2 separate regions of the Sus scrofa genome follow, and region 2 is linked to region 1. The links are chromatin contacts, called in public HiChIP or PLAC-seq maps. All regions are on one chromosome and are shown on one strand. Each heading gives the region's core, a stretch centred on a gene start, on an enhancer-like site or on the middle of the called end of the contact. The rest is flanking DNA. Distances are from core to core; before and after follow the strand shown.

Region 1 (4,062 bases), core at 606-3,105:
CTCTTTATGTACAGGAAACCTGTAAAAGGCACACTAATAATTGAGCTCATTATGAAATTATAGAGTAGTGATTCCACATACTCTCATGGCAACTTTTGTTTTTCTTCTATTTTTGTCTCCAGGAGAAGGTAGGGGTTTTTCCCGATGAGGTCAAAAGAAGCCTGTCACTAGTTCCAACCATCATACATCCACACTCCAGACCATGTGAGACATTCTCATCTCAGAAGCATTTCAACTCACTCAATCCAGTTCATTGCTAATGTCAGGGACATCCATTACTTGGGGTCTTCTCCCAACCCTGTTTAGTAGATGTCTCAGTTGCTGTTGATATATTCCCTAGCAGCATCCACTGGGACCTCCTTGTTTGATGTTGTCTTGGATTCTTCATAATGAAAATAAGTAGCCAAAACAGAGTTTGCCTGGGTAAACCTCCACTCTCTTCTCTCTTGCCACCCTACACCCTCTCTTCCTCCCTCCAGCTCAGGGGTCTGACTGTCAACCATTCCCAGAAGTTAGTTATCAGTTCTGCTCGTGCCCAAATCATCTCAGCATACAGCGCACACATGCACACACACGTGAGCATGCAAACATATACCCATGACTTTGGGGAATTTCTAAGGTCCTCGCTTTCACAAAAAAAAAAAAAAAAAAAACGACTCAGAAAACTGATTCAGGGGTAGGGGGAGAGCTCTGCCTATATTTTTTGCTTTTAATCTAGTAATTACTGATTTGGAGTTTTGCCTTCTATCTCCTTAGTGCTGCTTTCATCTTGGACAGTAATATGTACATTTTTTTATTATTTCACCATTGAGATACTGAAAAAACTTTCAAAAGGAAGATGTTGAGCAAAAATAAGTGAGCAAGAGAAAGAGAAAGAAAGATATTTTTGGTTTCCTGAAATAGTAGAAAGAACAAAAGACTTGGATAAGGAAAAATAGGCCCCTAGAACTAAGATCTCATGATTTTAAGCTTTGCATCCTTTCATGAATTGCTAAACTTTCCTGGACCTCAAATTTCTTATCTTTGATCAGAGTGGAGGACACTTTTAAGAGTTATCCGTTGCTATGTCATCCCTAAGGTTATCTGATTATTTCATTCTGTACTTGAAAGTCTTATGCAGAAGTAAGAAGATGGCTTCATAAAGAATCAACAAGAGGAGTTCCCGTCGTGGCGCAGTGGTTAACGAATCTGAGTAGGAACCAGGAGGTTGCGGGTTCGGTCCCTGCCCTTGCTCAGTGGGTTAATGATCCGGCATTGCCGTGAGCTGTGGTGTAGGTTGCAGACGCGGCTCGGATCCCGCGTTGCTGTGGCTCTGGCGTAGGCCGGTGGCTACAGCTCCGATTCAACCCCTAGCCTGGGAACCTCCATATGCCGCAGGAGCGGCCCAAGAAATAGCAAAAAAGACAAAAAAAAAAAAAAATCAACAAGAATTTTTATGCCAAACTACGTGAAAGGCACAGAAACAATAAATTTTCAAGGAATTCCAGTCGTAGACTTTTACGGTTGTCTTTGGGAGCAGAGACTCTAATTCCTTAGCTGTTTACTCCACAAGAGGTATAGGGTAGGTTGTCAAAAGGGATTCTTTCCTGCCCCTCCTAACCCCCATCTTGGTGAACCCACTTTGTCTGGTTCTTTTCCCTTTCTGGAGACAAAACTGGTGGTTAGTATTCTACAAACTGTATGTTAAGGATCCTGGTTGCTTTGTCTTCTTTTCTCTTGTCTTTTTCATCTGCCATCTCCTAAAGTCATCTTCTGATCTCCCCCACTGCCTCTATCATCCCTACCCTGACTTGTTCACTTCCCCATCCATCTAATTAGAAAAGAGGTAGCATGGTGTCATCTTAATGAGGCCTTTCCCGTTTCATAATCACCTGCTTCTCTTACTTCAACTATGGTTGGGTCATGTGAGTGTTGGTTCTTACAGAAAGGACAAGAAACAACCAGAAAAAACTTTCTCACTCTGAGAAAATGAAGTGCAAACTGAAAGCATCAGTTTGTAGCCAATACGATGTTACTGAAAGTCAAAAATAAACAAGCTGTGCTTTAAGACAGAAGAAAGAGAGGCTGTGATAATACTGCACTTCAGGCCACCAGTTGCACACCCTAGTAGCACAATGACTTTCTTTTTTTGTAGTTGTTATTTGTGTGTTTCTTTGTTTTTGCTTTTTAGGGCCTCACTCGTGGCATATGGAGGTTCCCAGGCTAGGGGTCAAATCGGAGCTGTAGCCGCTGGCCTACACCACAGCCACAGCAACGCCGGATCTGAGCCATATCTAAGACCTACACCACACAACCCTGGATCCTTAACCCACTGAGCAAGGCCAGGGATAGAACCCACGTCCTCATGGATACTGGTCAGATTTCATTTCCACTGAGCCACAACAGGAACTCCTTATTCATTCTTTTAAAGAATCTACCTAAGGGAGTTCCCGTTGTGGCACAGTGGTTGGCGAATCCGACAGAACCATGAGGTTGTGGGTTCGATCCCTGCCCTTGCTCAGTGGGTTAACCATCCGGCATTGCCGTGAGCTGTGGTGTAGGTTGCAGACGCGGCTCAGATCCCGCGTTGCTGTGGCTCTGGCGTAGGCTGGCAGCTACAGCTCTGATTCGACCCCTAGCCTGGGAACCTCCATATGCCACGGAAGCGGCCCAAGAAATAGTAAAGAGACAAAAAAAAAAAAAAAAAAAGAATCTACTTAAAATATCTCTTTATACCTTAATCTAAACCTTTTACCAGATCAGTAGCACCAACATTAGCTTGAGTTTCACTATTTCTTTAAGGGAGAAGAAAGCCAAATTAATGTTTCTCAAAGTATGGTCCGAGGTCTACATGCATCAGAACTCCCTGAGCTTCTAGGCAAGAGGGCAGACCTCTGAGCCCCATCCAAGATCATCTGAATCAGAATCAGAATCTCCAGAACCTGTTTACTAAATATGCACCTAAGGGATTCTTAAATTTTAAAAACTACTGCGTTAGATCTGAATACAGTAATCAGCCTTATACTCAATTTCTGAATAAATTCTGACAACTTAATAAGACCTTAAAAGGTGATTTCTTTTTGGAGCTAGGTGTCATATTTCAGTTGAAATATCTAAAACGTTAAATATTTTAAGTTTTAAAATAGCTATCTGTATAATTTATTACTATTTCATCTATGGTAAAATAAGGGTACCCTAAAAGTTTTATATGATTGCTTTACATACTTAATTTTTTCCCATCATGCACTAACTTTTTGGTCACTACGTAATTAATTTGTGCTTTTTTTCTGTGTAATGTTATTCTTTTTTTTTTAGGACCACACCCGAGACATATGGAGGTTCCCAGGATAGGGTCTAATCAGAGCTACAGCTGCTGGCCTACACCACAGCCACAGCAATGCCAGATCCAAGCCTTGTCTGTGACCTACAACACACCATAGCTCATGGCAACGCCAGATCCTTAACCCACTGAGCAAGGCCAGGGATTGAACCCATAACCTCATGGTTCCTGGTTGGATTCGTTCCACTGAGTCACACTCCTGTTTCGTGTGATTCTGATTCGATCTCTCTAACTTACTGGGGTTTCTTTAAGTGTAATTCTTATCTTCTAAAGTAGCAGTAGGCCCTTCGACGAGGTGTTATCAGCAATCTACGTGTGCATCTTTGATGCAGTCCTGCAAAAGACTGCATTGGAAGTAATGGTCAAAACGAGCCCTGTGAGCACAAATTGCAGATGTCAAAGTTTACCAAATCAAGCATAAGTAATACAGTTTCAGCAAAGCACATCAGAAGAAACCAAGCTGGAGACTTTAGGTGGGCATAGCTTCTTATGGCTCCTAGCTCCTAACGATAATTTTGAGTTGGTGTCCATTTTATGTTGCTTGTGGTGAATTCCTGGCACCTACAGAAAGCCCAAAATGGGATTACCAAGCTCTTAATCCTTTCCCTCTGGTTTCATCCTGCTAAAACTCCAGGATTACTACTTTTTTTATGGCTGCAAAATCTACATCATATTATCTGCATCTAATATCGCCGTTTTACAGACAGTTTCTTACCAGGCTGCCAGCACTGTCTTGCTGTGCT
Region 2 (4,062 bases), core at 835-3,334, 220 kb before region 1:
CAAAATGGCAAGTTCGTGCAGCTATCATACTACAAAGCTATCTGACTCTTTGATGCCATGGCTCCATACATGGATTTGTCACCACCCTGACCTCCACACCATTGCTCAAAACCTCAAAGTCTTCTCAGTACCGTCTAGACAAAATATAATTCTGTAAACCCATCCAGTCTGACCTGCTTTTCAACCTTTTCCCATAGTATAACCCAGCATGGGTCCAGTATTCTGGCCAAGGTGACATAAATATCCTTCTCCCATTGATATCAATTCCTCTTTCCCAAATGTATTTCTGGCTAATGCCCATTCCACCTATTGGAAGAACTGGATTAATTCTCCCTTTTTGCCTGGGTTGTTCTAAAACAAATTAAGAGCATAGATATTAGACGTGTGCAACTTTTAGAGGGCTGATGAACTTCCGTACTTTAGTTTCTACTCTTGTCAAGATGGATTGAGGATACCTTCCCCTAGGACTAAATGAGAGAGACATAGCATCACACCTGGCATATAATGAGTGTTCAATAAATTTAACCTTTAATAATATGATATTCCTTCTGTGTTTCCAAAAAACCTATGAAAGCTGTCCCCAACCCTGTACTCCAACTCACTTTACTCTGATCACTTTTTCTAGAGCACCTGTTACGTTCTGAAAGACTCTAATCCACTTATGGGTTTCCCCTGCTAGTGTGTAAACCCTATAAGGTAATAGATGTTTCTTTTGCTCACTGATGTATCCCAACCTCTAGAATAGTGCCTGGCACGTAGTAGGGACATAGATTTGTTACATGAATTAATTTTTTGGTACTGACCAATGGCATTTAGGGGTAACTTTGTTTCCTGTCTCGAAGTCGTAGTGGCTTTGAGCAGGTATCAATCACTATACCCTGTATGCTCTCCACAGCAATGAAAAAAGCTGCCAGTACTTGGAGGCCTTTTAAATTTTCGAATGGCATGGCCTCAGGGCAAAATCTGGGGTAAAGCCAGTGATTCACCATCTGTGGAGTCACACTGACTAGGCATAGTATGAGACGGGTGACATGCTCTTAAGAGTCAACAGGAATGGCACTTGACTCTTAAAGGAATTTCTTCGGTGGAGATGCAAAGGTAGAATGACATTTCAGTGAGAGACCCTCAACACTGGAAAGACTGACTCTGAGAAAAAAATTTTATATCCTGCTTCTGTTAATGAGACCTAAAACACTGTTCATCTTAGAGAAACTGAGAATGCGTGTTAGTGTTGTTTCTCTCACTACTTTCTTTGGTGGAATTCCTTGCCTACACACTTCTGTAATTTAAGGAATGCATTCTGATTTTTAAAACATTACCACTCTATCACAAACTACTATAATAAAATAGATACACAACAAAGTCCTACTATAGAGCACAGGAAAACTATATTCAATATCCTGTAATAAACCATGATGGAAAAGAAAGAAAATTACAATTATAAACATATTCCTAATTTCAAATTTTACTGCACTAGAAGGCAGCATTGGGTTATAGAAAAGCTTGATCATTACTTTTTTGAGGATTTGTCTTATCCTCCTTGTCTACAGTATTGAGTCTTTTTTAATAAAGATTGGATTAGGAACTTAATAGTGTCTTTCAACTTGTCTTCGCGCGGGGCTAAAGAGTTGAGCTAAGGAAACAAATGATCTAATTGCATTCTCTGATGCTAAAAATGCCTACATAATAAGACTAGAAAATACCAGATGCCACTGTGGAGTGAATCTAAAAGTTCAAGGACCAACTCAGGTTAGTTTTATTTAATGACCATAATAGACTGTAAAGAGAGGCTACAAATGGAGTTCCTCTCTGTTCATGTATATCCATTCATGTTTTCCTCAAGTATTTAAATGCCAATGACTTGGCAGACACAGAATTTTGCAACAGGTCATTAATGGTTCAGAGAACAGATGAGATTGCTCCAAAAGCTAAAGAAACAGCTTGCTTAAATATTACATTTTTTATGAAGCAAGGATACTTCCTTCCCAGTGAATCATTGATGTTGACATTCCTGTGTAGACTAATCAGAAATCTTTTTATAGTTGAATATAAATATGACATCTAATAATGAGCCGGGAGGTCTCAGTGGAAGCCCAGCAAAGTGGCCTGTGATAACGTGCTGTATCTACCAGTTCATCTCATGCTAAAACTCTAGACCCACATGGCATCCCCATGATTTGTCATGTTAAGAAGGTGATGAAACCCAGCAGGGGTGATACATTCGACTGGCCTGGGAGAAGGAAGGATTCTCATCTTATCCATTTATTCTAGGAAAGTCTTCCTGTAGTGAGCCAGATTTTTGACCAACTGCTTGCCCTAAAGCCAAGCCAAGTGATACGTGAGATTCTGAGTGCTAGGCAGGTTTTGTATAATAACTGGATGCGAAGGACAAATACTCAACATCATTTCTTTTCTTTTTCTTTTTTTCTTTTTTTTTTTTTTTTTGGTCTTTTTGCCTTTCCTATTGCCACTCCCATGGCATGTGGAGGTTCCTGGGCTAGGGTCTCATCGGAGGTATAGATGCCAGCCTACGCCAGAGCCACAGCAACGCGGGATCTGAGCCACGTCTGTGACCTACACCACAGCTCACAGCAACACCAGATCCCTAACCCACTGAGCAAGGCCAGGGATCGAACCCACAACCTCATGGTTCCTAGTCGGATTCGTTAACCACTGAGCCACGACGGGAACTCCATCATTTCTAGCTAAAGCTCTGAGAACTAGAAAACTGAATATATTTCACAGGCTTTTAGCACAACTGTTAGACAATACAGTACTCACATTATCAACTCAAGTCAGAAGGTTACCCAGCATTAGAGTGAAACTAATGCTATTACACATTTTAAAAGACCACACATAGATCTAATATATCAGTCTTTATAGTCCACAAAGTCAGAAAAGCTAGATTTTCCTAGTATATAAGTTTATCATTTCAAACATGTTAAGCTCTTTGGGAGGCACCAATTCCTTGGTCACTATATGAACTGTTGATTTATTTAGTTATGCATTTATTTCCTTTTAAAATATCCAAACTGAGTTTTTTATCAGGGTAGTGGTATAGGTTTATAGGAACTAGAATATTGCATTAAATATTACTTCATATAAAGATAAGACACTTGTTACTTCTTTAATCTTGTAGAATAATATCTAGATCAGAAGTAAAACAAAAACAAAATTATGTTGATCCTGGGAAAGAAAAATAGCATTTTTCTAAGTTCCTCAAAGTCATCTGTTCATGCTGCCTCAAGAACTTATCTTTAAAAAAAGAGAAAATAGGGAGTTCCCTTTGTCGCTCGGTGGTTAACAAGCCCAACTTGGATCTATGAGGATGCAGGTTCGATCCTTGGCCTCACTCTTTAACGGATCCAGCGTTGCCCTGAGCTGTGTGGTGTAAGTGTCAGACGCAGCTTGGATCCCATGTTGCTGTGGCGTGGTGTAGGCCGGCAGCTGCAGCTCTGATTCGACCCCTAGCCTGGGAACCTCCATATGCCTCAGGTGCGGCCCTAAAAAGACGAAAGACAAAAAAATAAAAAAGAGAAAATAGTAAATGAAATAGTCAAGACTTGAGCCTTTGAAAAATTGTCTAATGACATAACCAGGACACTTTTCTTAGATAGCTTGTTTTTAATGCAGCTGGTATAAATTTGATTTTTTTCCCCTTTTCCCCAGCCCTGGAATGATTTTAATGTTAGAAAAGATGACTTAAGAAAACAGTGAAGTTTAATATATGTTAGAAGATCTTCAAAGTCACTCTTTAAATCCCAGAATAAACTTTTCAAAATCTGTACAGATTAAGGTGATACTTGAGATCTTTCCTTGTGTTCTTTGATCATGACAACAAAGAAAGAAGACCTCGTAAGAAAGCTGTGTCTTCATTGTCTAAGAACTCTTAACTTAGTTCCCTGGAATGCCACATCCATTTTAACCTTGTTTGTAGAAGTCACGTAAATAACTTGCCGAAGGTGGAATAGAAACTGACTTCCTAAAAGTATCTTTAGATTAATAATGTTCGATGTTTGGAATCATTTAGGGGTGGCTTTTTTTCCAGAAGGCCTTAGTAGA

What was found. HiChIP or PLAC-seq counts read pairs in DNA pulled down with a chosen protein or histone mark.
Region 2: a contact with region 1 is called in an H3K27ac HiChIP or PLAC-seq map of alveolar macrophages. The contact joins two enhancer-like sites. A contact is called at or near these places in 1 of 47 Hi-C or Micro-C datasets (embryonic fibroblasts) and 1 of 2 datasets of contacts at active chromatin or transcription factors (alveolar macrophages).

Annotation. Positions count from the first base shown.
Region 1 is chr16:24,405,239-24,409,300 of Sscrofa11.1, reverse strand. The region is part of intron 2 of FYB (FYN-binding protein); the gene reads left to right. Among named protein-coding and RNA genes, the nearest start is that of FYB, 100 kb to the left of the region's middle. Within about 2 kb of position 1,855, at least 7 of the 83 cell types and tissues checked have an H3K27ac peak or open chromatin away from gene starts, as enhancers often do. A contact at or near this core is called in alveolar macrophages, where this site is marked.
Region 2 is chr16:24,630,118-24,634,179 of Sscrofa11.1, reverse strand. All of the region lies in intron 2 of DAB2 (disabled homolog 2), which reads left to right. Among named protein-coding and RNA genes, the nearest start is that of C9, 56 kb to the right of the region's middle. Within about 2 kb of position 2,084, at least 4 of the 83 cell types and tissues checked have an H3K27ac peak or open chromatin away from gene starts, as enhancers often do. A contact at or near this core is called in alveolar macrophages, where this site is marked.